Regions from separate parts of the Mus musculus genome. Here all the other regions are linked to region 2. A link is a contact called in public HiChIP or PLAC-seq data. All regions are on one chromosome and are shown on one strand. Each heading gives the region's core, a stretch centred on a gene start, on an enhancer-like site or on the middle of the called end of the contact. The rest is flanking DNA. Distances are from core to core; before and after follow the strand shown. Region 1 holds the start of Pdgfb (platelet derived growth factor, B polypeptide). Region 2 has its middle 13 kb from the start of Apobec3. Region 3 overlaps Syngr1 (synaptogyrin 1).

What was found. HiChIP or PLAC-seq counts read pairs in DNA pulled down with a chosen protein or histone mark.
Region 1: an H3K4me3 HiChIP or PLAC-seq map of embryonic stem cells shows a contact between it and region 2, with 22 read pairs. The contact joins the promoter of Pdgfb here to the enhancer-like site in region 2. A contact is called at or near these places in 1 of 39 promoter capture datasets (pre-B cells), 3 of 484 Hi-C or Micro-C datasets (embryonic stem cells, forebrain and muscle stem cells), 4 of 115 datasets of contacts at active chromatin or transcription factors (bone marrow-derived macrophages and embryonic stem cells) and 2 of 9 other capture datasets (adipose tissue and liver).
Region 3: an H3K27ac HiChIP or PLAC-seq map of embryonic stem cells shows a contact between it and region 2, with 6 read pairs. The contact joins two enhancer-like sites. A contact is called at or near these places in 1 of 15 datasets of contacts at CTCF or cohesin (embryonic stem cells), 8 of 115 datasets of contacts at active chromatin or transcription factors (bone marrow-derived macrophages, embryonic basal ganglia, embryonic hindbrain and 4 more) and 3 of 9 other capture datasets (adipose tissue, liver and pancreatic islet).

Annotation. Positions count from the first base shown.
Region 1 is chr15:80,012,562-80,016,472 of GRCm38.p6, reverse strand. Pdgfb (platelet derived growth factor, B polypeptide) reads left to right here and starts at 1,496. Exons shown (of 7, transcript NM_011057.4): 1 at 1,496-2,537. The coding sequence starts at 2,475.
Region 2 is chr15:79,877,563-79,881,131 of GRCm38.p6, reverse strand. No RefSeq gene overlaps it. Among named protein-coding and RNA genes, the nearest start is that of Apobec3, 13 kb to the left of the region's middle. Within about 2 kb of position 2,266, at least 121 of the 459 cell types and tissues checked have an H3K27ac peak or open chromatin away from gene starts, as enhancers often do. A contact at or near this core is called in adipose tissue, embryonic stem cells and forebrain, where this site is marked.
Region 3 is chr15:80,103,394-80,107,385 of GRCm38.p6, reverse strand. The region is part of intron 1 of Syngr1 (synaptogyrin 1); the gene reads right to left. Among named protein-coding and RNA genes, the nearest start is that of Gm31134, 14 kb to the right of the region's middle. Within about 2 kb of position 1,740, at least 30 of the 459 cell types and tissues checked have an H3K27ac peak or open chromatin away from gene starts, as enhancers often do. A contact at or near this core is called in embryonic stem cells, where this site is marked.

The sequences.
Region 1 (3,911 bases), core at 247-2,746, 140 kb before region 2:
TCCAGTGTCACCCTTAGAAACACTGTCAATGTCTTTTGAGATAGTGTCTCTCATTGGCCTGAAGCTCACAGATTGGTCTAGACTGTCTGGGCGGGCGGCAAGTGCTAGTCTCTACCTTCCCGATGCCTGTTTAGATGAGTTCTGGGACTGGACTCAGCTCCTCTTCTAAGCATTTTACCAAATGGGGGTCTCCCCAGACCCCCAACCCAACCTATGGAGCCCACTGTCACAGAGATGGCAAACATTGCCAGCCCCCTCTCATTTTCCCACGATCCTCTGCAATTCTTCTTCTCCTCCGGTTATGTCTCCGAGTTACAGAAGAGGAAATCAAGGTACCATTGGTGAGCTTAACCTACCTTAGAGGTCACCTGCTCCAGGCTACCTCCCAGCCACTCTGCTAGCTAGTCATTTGGAAAAATGGGGTACCTGGAGCCACGTGTAAAGAGGCCCGAGAGGTTCTTCCTTATCAGTACCACCTCATCCAGGGCCATGAGAGGCAACAGCACCATTCAGTGGATATGGGGATACAGACCAAGTGGAGATGACAGGCAGCAGAAGTGGATGAGGGCAAGGTGCCCTAAAGGCAGGAGGCATTGCAGTGAGCCTGCCGGTCTTGTGGTGGGTGCTGGGCTGGCAAGCGTGCTTGCGTGTGACTGTGTCACTGTGACAGTGTGACTGCTGAAGGCAGGGACACAGCAGTTCCCTGAGCTGGGGGTGGAAGGTGTTAACTGTGAGAGTGCTGGTGTGGGTGGGTAGCCTCTGGGCCTGGAACTGGGTGGGGGGCAGAGAGGGGTAGTAAACACCCTGGTGACTTGAAGGCAGCATCTTGGTGGCAGTCCTTGGGAGGATGGTGCAGGGCTGGGGGTGGGGTGGGTTGAGTGACTTTGCAGTTCAACAGACTCAAATTCAGCTTATGCTGGCATGGCAGCGCATGCTGTGTGCCAGGCGACAAGCAAGGAGAGGCAGACCCAGTTTGTAGCTGAAGGGTTCCCGCTGGCTGTGGGTTTAGAGCTTCAACCTTGGGGCTGGTGTGTGGCTGGATGTTTTCTGATCATTCTGACATTTAATCCACACACTTTGTCCCCCACTTAGAGAATGTAGGGTGAATCACAGAAGGAAAGTGACGTGCCCAAGGTGACCCAGCTATTTAATTAGACTCAATGGAATCTAAGCTGCCAGGTTGCAGATGTCTGGTTCTGGGGTTCAGGGGCCACACTCCTGGCCTTGGTCCTGGCCCTGCAGACAGGCCCCTAAACACTGTGCTAATGGGTGGGGCCGCAGTTCACCTTCAGTTCCTGCCAAGAGGCTAGATTCACAGTCACAGGGGCTGCGTAGTTCTCAGAGACCCCTCAAGCAGCAGTCTTTGCCTGAGGACCTCCCTTGGTTCCTGCCCCCTCCCGGCGCTGACTCCGGGCCAGGAGAGGAAAGGCTGTCTCCACCCACCTCTTGCACTCTCCCTTCTCCTTTATAAAGGCCGGAACAGCTGAAGGGTGGCAACTTCTCCTGCAGCCGGGAGCAGCCTGCCTGCCTCCCCCGCTGCCTCCCTGAGGGCTTCCCTCCGGCCGCCAGCGCCCATCTTTCTCCAGAGAGATATTTTGCGCACACACACATACACACACGCGCAAAAGGGAAAGGAGGAAAAAAAAAAAAAGCCCACCCTCTAGCTTCGTTGCAACGAGAAAGCCGGAGCAGCCGCAGCTCGAAACCCGCAGAGGAAGCCCAGAGTGGCGAGCGAGTGGGTAGATAGACAGACTGACCCGAGCCGCGTCCACCTGTCGGCCCGGACCAGCCCAGCGCGCAGTGGGCGCGCCGCGCTCTCGGAGCAGCCGTGCCCGCCGCTTGGGCCCTGCGCCAGGGCGCACACGCTCCCGCCCCGCCACCCGGCCCGGGCGGGAGTTTGCACCTCTCCCTGCCCGGGTGTTCGGGCCGCCGCTGCAAAGCCAACTTTGGAAAAAGTTTTTTTTTGGAGACTTGGGCTTGGAGGTCCCCAGCTCTGCGCTTTCTGATCTGGGGGTCCGTTCCAGAAAATGTTGCAAAAAAGCTAAGCCAGCAGGCAGAGGAACACGCCTTTAGCGGGCGAGTGAAGACGAACCATCGGCTGCCGTGTTCCTTTTCCTCTCTGAGGTTGGAGTCCCCTGCGCGCCCCCACACGGCTAGACGCCTTGGCTGGTTCGCGACGCAGCCCCCAGACTGTGGATGCTCGCGTGGGCTCGGGATCCGCCCAGGTAGCGGCTTTGGACCCCGGTCCCTTGTCCAGGTCCTCCCCAGCCCCCCAGCGACGGAGCCGGGGCCGGGGGCGGCGGCGCCCGGGGGCCATGCGGGTGAGCCGCGGCGGCGGCTGCAGCGGCCTGATCGCCTGATCGCGGGGGACCCGAGCGGAGCCCACCCTCCTCCCCAGCCCCCAACCCTGGCCGCGGGGGCGGCGCGCTCCGTCTACGCGTCCGGGGCCCCGCGGGGCCGGGCCCGGAGTCGGCATGAATCGCTGCTGGGCGCTCTTCCTTCCTCTCTGCTGCTACCTGCGTCTGGTCAGCGCCGAGGTGAGTTGCGACGGCGGCTAGGGCTGGATCCTTCCCTGGTTGTCCCAGCCCCCACGCCTGGCCGCCCCCTCCTCTCCCTGCAGTGAACTTTGGAGCCTTGCAGCGCGTGAGTCAGGCGCCGGGCACTGGGTGGCCCCAAGGGCTGGGAGGCCAGGTCCGGGGTGCTGGGCTCCTGGGGAGGAGGCAGCGGTGGGTTTCTTTCCAGTGGACCAATCTAGATCCCTAAAGCTTTTAGTGTCCTAGAAGGTGTGTGCTGCCCTGCCCCCTGCCTCAGGAGCTAGAGATCTTAAGCTTCCCGGTTAAGGGGAAAAGGTGAGGTGATATCTAGGGTGTCTAAGGCATCGAGACCTCCTGTGTCCTCCTCAGAACCAGCCTGGGCTTTGGTTCTGCCCAGGACCCGGCCTGCCCTAGAAGTATGTGCCTTCGAACTCAGGATATCCAGAGATCTTTGGCAAGGGTTTTGGTCCCACCCTAGCTTCTGCACTGGTCTAGAGTGGGCACCTTGGGGTCATGCTGGACGATCCAAAAGCACCTTGTATCTTGGCGCAAGGGGTCCAGAGAAAGAGAGACGGAGACACTAGAGAGACAGGCAGACAGACAGACGGTAGGTTCAGACGCTTGGAGTAGAGACAGGACTGGAGGTGGGGCGCGCGCGCGGGGGGGGGGGTGTTGGTCTGAAGGAATCTAGCCCCCGGGGCGGTGTGTGTCTGAGGCCCAGCAGTACCTGCGCCGGCACCCTACGAGAGGAAGCACTTCTCTTCCCCGCAAGCAGGATGCGGAGCGCACGCCTGCAGAAGCCTAGCTGCAAGGGCGGTCGGGTATGGAAACGTCTGCGGGAACGATCAGGTCGGATCAGTGCCCCTACCCCTCCCAGCCTCACGTAGCAGTGAGTTGGCAAGTCTACCGGGAATCCAGGTGGGAAGGGGGCGGGGCAGGAGGAGGCGCGAGCCGGAGCGAGGCTAGGGCCAGGAGAGCGGATTGCCCGGGTCCTGTCCCGCCTTCTCCTGCGGAGGTCTAGACTCTACACCTAGTCGACTGCTCGCCGGGCCAGCCGGATCGCCTGCGGCCAAGCGTAGGAGACAGGAGGCGGCAGGGAAGGGGTTAAAGCGGAGGGCTCCGAGGCCGCAGCCCGACCTTGGGCCGCAGCCAGAGCAGGTTGTTTTGACCACGAAGGAGCCGTCGCCGTCTCCTTTTGTTCTTGGGGCTCCTCGAGGGCCGCCGGCCGCCCGCCCTGGGGGCCCCGCCCTTCCGCGGCTGCCCCCCGTGGCCGGAGCCCGAAAGAGAGCAAGCTGGGCTTGGCCGGGCCGCTGCAGGCCGCTCGCGGCACCCCCTCCCCTCCTCATTAGCAGCCCCCCGGGCCGCGGCCAGCTGTTG
Region 2 (3,569 bases), core at 1,017-3,516:
AGTTTGTTCTTTGCCTTCTACACACACACACATACACATATACATACACACACATATACATATATGTGTGTGTGTGTATATATATATATGTGTGTGTGTGTGTGTGTGTATTTATAAATCAATTAAAAAATAACCAACTCATCCCCCAAGAATAACCACGGAAATAATGCTTTTTGTTTGTTTGAGACAGGGTCTCTCTGTGTAGCCCTGGCTGTCCTGGAACTTGTTATGTACACCAGGCTGGCCTCGAACCCAGAGATCTGCCTGCCTCTGCTGGAACTAAGCATGTGCCATGAGACCCAGTCTGGAAATAATGCTTTTAAATACAGGACTGGTTAGCCTTTCCAGGGATGTGGCCTGGTTAGGAGAGTGCTCACCTAGCACGCATGAAGCCTGGGCTTTATTCCCCAGCTCTGTGCAGCAGCTGCTCAGCTCCATCAATAGCTCCAGCTGCTGGCACCAGCTTACAGCAGTTTAGTGGACGTCCGCCAAAGCTCTGAAACACCAGCTATGTCAAGGTCTGTACCACCACCCCTGTCAAAGAGGATGCTGACCAGGAGATGAACTCTGGTGTTCTCTAACCTGGAGGCAAAGGATGGCAATGGAGAGGCCATCATGCACTACCCTGGAGTCACCTGAAATGGGGCCACCTTACTATCACACCTACGCACACCCACAGGCTACCCCTTCACCTGCATCCATTCCTCACTCACTGGACAGTACACAGCCGCTCATGCTTTATAGCTGGCATCATGAGATGGCCAACAGGGTTGGGGGTGGGGAGGCAGAGCCCCTGCAAAACAGGCGGTCGGGGCTAAGGCAGAAAGGGCACAATGCTGATACTCTTCTGCTCTCACAGAGCCCTGCTAGCATCCACTCTGACTGGGTGGGTGAGAAGATGCTCACGTTTCCTGTGGTAAAACTGGAACCTGTGGCAGCGGCAGAATGAATGAGTCTGACTTTGAAGGTAGACTCGCATGGGTTGCTGATGCCAAGTGTCCCCAAAGGAACAAAAGTCATCTATTCTGTCGTAAATGGAAGTTACATGTAAAGAGAAAAAAAAACAAACAAAAAAAACAAACAAACAAAAAAAAACCAAAACAAAACAAAAAAAACAAGTATGGTGTTGAATGCCTGATAGCCCAGCACTGAGGAGGTGGAGACAGAAGACTCCGAAAAGTTTAAGGTCATCCTTAGGTACATAGTGAGATCCAGTCTAGCCTGGGCTACAAGAGACCCTATCTCAAAACCACGAGATTAAATTAACTTGTTCCTAAAGATGCAAAATGACAGAAGACAAGGACCTCCATCCCTTGGTACCACTGTCCTCTAAGCAAATGCATACTGTCACGTCCTTGCCGAAATGTTTGCAGTTCAGCTGTTAAGATAAGGAGAAAAATGATGTTGGGTACCAGATAGGGCTGTAGAACGTTTCACGGTGTCCCATTGGGAACACACAGAACAGGAAAGGAGTTGGTGCGCACACAAGCAAGCGCACGCAGCCTTGGAGCAAGCAGATGACATTGCTCATGCGCAGTGTGCAGAGCAGCCCTTGGCACTGGTAGGCCTCCAGCGTGAAGAATGTTGCCTGGCTTGCCACCTTGTTTTTCCTGCCAAAGTTATGATAAGAGGCTTTTCACTTACAGACGATTTACTTTGTGAGTCACGGGCCAGAAATGGTGCTTTGGGATCTGAGCCAGCAAGGAAGCAGTCCTGAGCTGGGAGGAGGGGCTCTGATCTGGGAACAAAGGCCTGGGTTCCTCCCGTGGCCTTCCGCGCAGAAAAGAGTTAATGGTCACGAGTGATACATCTGGATCTTGATTCTGGTCAAAGAAAGTAATAGCTTAAAAAAACCCGGGGGGATGGGAGGACAGCCATCTCCCCCAGTCTAAAGTTGAACGCGTTCTTCAGCATGCTCTAGAAAAGCAGGTAGGGGCAGGTCAGTGTGCATTCACTCAGGGGTGACAGAACCCAATTCCAAGGGGATCAAATGATAAATGGACCGAAGGAGACCTCTGGCTCCTGCAAGCTGCAGGTGCCTTGGCTCCGGCTCCTCTTTCTACTTGTCTCTTTTCAGACCAGTTTCTTGCAGTAGGAAACCGGTGGAAACAGCAGAGATGACAAGCCCTCTTCACCATCCTGAAGAAGGAAGAGGAACTTTGTGGGGGGGGGACCCCACCCCAAATTCCTGGGGGTGGGGTGGGGTAGGGGGAACGAATTTGAGATTGATTGGACCAGCAAAAGTCATGTGCTCACTTGTGACCCAATCACAGCGTAGCTGAGAGTGGCGGTCTCTAGTATCTGGGAGGAAGGAAGGCCTCCTGGGTATGAAGCAATTATTAATGTTTAAAATGATATTTTAGGGCTTGGAAAGATGGAGCCACTGGTTAAGAGCTCATACTACATTTGCAGAAGACCTGAATTCAGTTCCCAGCATCCACAGCAATTAGCTCACAGCAATTAAGCCCACCAGGCAGAAGTAAAAGACCACCAACTCGGCTAGCCCATGGTGGTGCAGGCCTTTAATCCCAGTGAGAGGCAGAGGCTGGCAGATCTCTGTGAGTTCAAGGCCAACTTGATCTACAGAGTTGATTTCCAGTTCAGCCAAAGCGACACAGAGAAACACTGTCTCAAACTAACAAAACAAAAGACCAGCCATTCAAATGGCCAAATTGGAGCAAAAAAAAGAAAATAAAGAAAAAGAAAAAAAAATTTAAATTGTGAACAGCAGCACAGAGCTGGTCCAGCAACCGTCTGCCCTAGTGCAAGTTTTAGAGGTCGTCCCTAGATGGGGAAGATGAGGGTTTTATAGCTTAGGAGACCGGGCTTTCCGAACAGGGGCTTTGGCAGACAAAGAAGCAGGGTTACAGAAGCAGAACAAGTTGGTCATGAGGAGCTCCTGAAAGAAAGGCATGGCTGCCATTTCTTGAACAGGAAGTACAGAAATGTGTAGCTGAGGTTCTACACGGGGCATAGCTTAATCCTTGAAAGAGGTTCATCATAAACAGGAATGAACCTAGTTCAACCTTGCTATAAGATGGCACTCAAGCTTAAGATGGAGGCAGGTTAGTTCATCAACAACCACCTATAACCAACTCCAGTTCCAAGGGAACTGGTGCCCTTTTCTGACTCTGGACACCTATACACATGTGCAAATACCATCCCCTCACATATACACATAATTGTTGTTGGGTTTTTGTTTTTGTTTGCTTTGGTTTTTACTTTTTTTTTCTCCTCCCCTTCTTCCTCCTCTTTTTTCTTTGGAGAGTCTTTGTGTAGCCCGGGGCTAGACTTGACCTGAGTCACCATATTACAGATATGTGTCACCATACCCAATGAATTTCATCTTTGGTTTTGGGACATGCAGGATCTCACTGTACAGCTCTGGTGACCTGTAACTTGCTATGTAGATCAGGCAGGTGCTGCAATGAATGGTGTACACCCGTATATCTGGCCCCTCATCTTTTAATTTAGAATCATTTCTGAAATCCTCCTTTTTTGGGGGGAGGCTGTTTCATGTAGCTCAGGCTAGCCTTGAACTTGGTACATAGCTGAGGATATCTTTGAAA
Region 3 (3,992 bases), core at 491-2,990, 230 kb before region 2:
ATAGAAACCCACACAGCAAGAAGCAGAGAGAAGTCTCTGGCTGGTAGACTGAAGGGAACCGAAGACTGCCATCAGCAGCCTATGGAATGGGGGTGGACTGGAACTCAACCAGCACCGTTTTTAGTAAACTTGAAATGGATGCATCCGGAGTAGAGTCATCACATGAGACCACTGCGCTGGCTGATACCGCGGCTTTAGCCTGTGAGAGACTTGGAGGCAATGGAGCCTACCTAAGCAGATTCCTGACCCACAACAACTGAGATGACAAGTGACAGCTGTTTTAAGGCCATAATTTAGGGACAATTTATTATGCCGTGATAGGTAACTAATATATAGCCGGTGTTAATGAATGTGCCTGAAGCTGCACAACTGGTAAGTGACAGAAATGGGGTCCAAACCCAGGGCACCTACCTGTCACCGTCATGCTTCCTTCCTGGATGGGGAAAGGTCAGATCTCGGAGAGACTGAAAAAGGCTTATGTGGCCTGAGGTGAGCTGGAAGCGGAAGCTGGGACAATTGCTGTTGCCCATTCCCACTCGCTGTTGCTTTGCATCTGTGTGTGTACGAATGTGTGCATGTGCACCTGTGTGTGTGCACACATGTATGTGTACCCATGTATGTGTGTGTGCACACATGTATGTATGTATAGGCCAGAAATCAATGTCAGGTCTTCCTCTGGTCCTCTCTGCCTTACTCTTAGAGAGAGGACCTCTCACTAAACTTGGAGCTCAGAGGTTCAGTTAGACTGTCTGGCTGGTGAGCTCCAGAGATCCTCCTGCCTCCCTCCACACTATTGCTACAAACTCAAGCCACCGTGCCCAACTCTCAGGTGAATAGTGGGGACTGAACTCAGGTCCTCATGCCTGCAGAGCAAAAACCTACCAACTGAGACGTCTCCTCAGCAACAACTTTCCACTTATTTAAAACTGTATTTTAGCCGGGCGTGGTGGCGCACGCCTTTAATCCCAGCACTCGGGAGGCAGAGACAGATGGATTTCTGAGTTCTAGGCTAGACTGGTCTACAAAGTGAGTTCCAGGACAGCCAGGGAGAGAAACCTTGTCTCGAAAAACCACACACACACAAAAAAAACCCAACAATAACTGTATTTTATGTGCAGTGATAATCTGTCTGTGCACCACAGTGTGCAGAACCCATAGAGGCCAGAAGAGGGCGTCAGATCGCCCTGTGAGTCACCATGTGGGTGCTGAGAGTGGAAGCTTTGCCCTCTGAAAGAGCATTTAGTGCTTTTAACTGATGCCCCCCCCCCTCCTTGTATCTTTCTATAAAGAACTGTCACTTCAGTATCAGCCTGGCATGCTCACAGCTGACACCCAGAGGATTAAAGAAACCGAGATACAGACAATGAGGGAAATCCAAGAACCATTCACACTGTTTTCTTGTCTTCTTATGTGTCACATGACAGTGGTCCGATTTAGCTATGGCCTCATGACTGCCTCGTGACATCCCCGAGGCCTCAGGGCCTGTGATGTTTGAATTTCTATTAAGTGCCTGCACTTTACACGATGCTGAAAGGTGCAGAGCGAAGCAACAGAAGGAAGACAGGCACAGGCACTTGGGGGAATTATGCAAGCTTTTCCTGAGGAAAAATGAGAGCGAGCTTGAGGCCACAGGTTCCGGACACTGAAGGAAGATTAAGCAAAGCCCACAGCCCTTTACAAGGTGGATCCTGACCCAGCCATTAAGGGAAGAACTGAAATATGCAATGAAACTAGACACAAGGGCTGGGGTGTGGGAACGGGGGAGGGGCAAGGGAGGGCAGAGGCAGAGATGTGCTAAGCACACAAGACATTCTGAGTTCCTGAGTCTTATCTCTGGTGCCCAACCTAGACACAAGGTCACATATTTTGTGTTTTGTTTTGTTTTTCTTTCTCCTTTCCTCCTTTCCTTCTGACAGGTCTCACTCACTATGTAGAAGCAGACTGGCCTTGAACTTTGAGACCCACTTGTCTCTGCCTCGAGTGCCGATTAAAGGCTTGTGCCACCATGCCACATACTTGATGTGATTTCTTCTACCGGCTGCTTTTACCACAGGCAAAACAGCGGCAGAGCAGAGCAGAAAGCAGGGGATGAGGGGGGTCGCCTGATGGGCAGAGAAGGAGATCTTTGGAAATGTGAGGCCAGCCCAGTCTAGACAGCAAGCTCCAAAATACTTAGGCCTACATAGTGAGATCCTATCTTGATTTAGGAAGAAAGGAGGGAAGGGCGAGAGGGAGGGAGGGAGGGAGAGAGGGAGGAAGGAAGGAAGGGGCTAGGTTTTTGGTGAGCCACAGGATACCACAGACCTGTCCATACAGGATATTCGGGCTCACTGGCTCTACATCTGGCTCATGAAACCCAGCAGGTGATTTAGAATGGCTCACTGACAGAAAAGGCAAACTGAGACTCACAAGGTAACCAGCCTCCAGTGGAGGGCCTGAAGTAAGGGACCAGGGGACCAGGTGGTGAGAGAGAGAGAGAGAGAGAGGCCAGCAGGTAGCCTTGCTGTACCTTGTAACATCAATATGATGGCTAAGCAACACTGAGTTCAGGCTGGTGCTCAGGGGAACAGGAGGGGAGTGGCCTATGATAGGGTTTCAAAGACTATGTCAGGGGCTCCAGGGCTACCCACACCCCAGGCAGGCAGGGCAGGCGCTGAGGGGCAGCAGCCTAGACCAAGTGCTACCTGGTCTCTGCACACTGCCATCTGCGTCTGGCAGCTACAAAGACCCAAGGCGTCTAGCAGCAAATGGCCAGGTCCTGTACGTCACCTGATGCCACCAAATCAGCAGAATGGAAGCCTTTTGACTAGATAGATTTCAGAAAAACCTGCTATGGGCTGGAGAGATGGCTCAGTGGTTAAGAGCACTGACTGCTCTTCCAAAGGTCCTGAGTTCAAATCCCAGCAACCACATGGTGGCTCACAACCATCCTTAATGAGATCTGACGCCCTCTTCTGGGGTGTCTGAAGACAGCTACAGTGTACTTACATATAATAATAAATAAATCTTAAAAAAAAAAAAAAGGAAAAGCCTGCTACAGTCAAATCTGAGGTTTGTTGTGTACTGGACAATGAACGTTCTAGAAAAAGTATCTTCTGGTGAGATGGCTCGGGGGATAAAAGCGCTTGCAGCACAAGCTTGGCGACCTGAGTTCGACTCTCAGGACCCACATAAACATCGAAGGAGAGAAACAGCTCCGCAAAATTGTCTTTGACTTCCACCTGTGCACGGTGGCACACTCGTGCGCATGCTCGCACACACACACAGGGGATGTAGTTCATTGGTAGGTCAGGTGCTAACCATCCTGGTACCTCAAAACAAAACAATACCAGCTTCTCCACATGAGGTTTGCGCCCCAGAGCAGGGCATGCCTCACAGGAATAAGAGAAAGTTCCTTTCAGATAGCTTCCCTTCCCTGGAGGCTACAGGGAAGAAGGAGCCAAGCCAGAGTACTCTTGAGCAACGCTGCCTAGGAGGTGCCTAGGAGGTGCCTAGGAGGTGCCTAGGAGGTGCTTCCTGTGGCCAGGAAATAGCACTGCAGGTGCTAGCGCAAGAGTGGGCCCCACTTCTCAAAGCAAGGAAAATGGCCTCCAAGGCTGAGAGAAGGAGCCGAGAGGGGAAGCAGGCAGGCGGAAACCTGGGCCTTGGGGAAAGCTGATGAGGAACCATCAAGATTGGGTCTCTAGGGTAAGCCAAACAGGGAGTCCTTGGAGAGGCCAGGAAAAATGTGCTGGAGACATGCGTCCCCAGGAGGGTGAGGCACAAGATCATAACACTCTCAGAAGGACAGAAATGGGAAGCCTGTGGCTCCACAGTGGCGGTGGCAGGCTCCGGCTCTGGTCAGGCACTCACCACAGGCTGTGGGCTTCTTGGTGCCTGCAACCTTGTAGAAACAGGGCATTGAGTGCAGTAAGACCTTCCTGTGGGGAGTGACCCTGTGGGGTACAAGTCTGGTCTGAGAACCCCTGCAGGGCCTTGGGTCTTTAGCTATG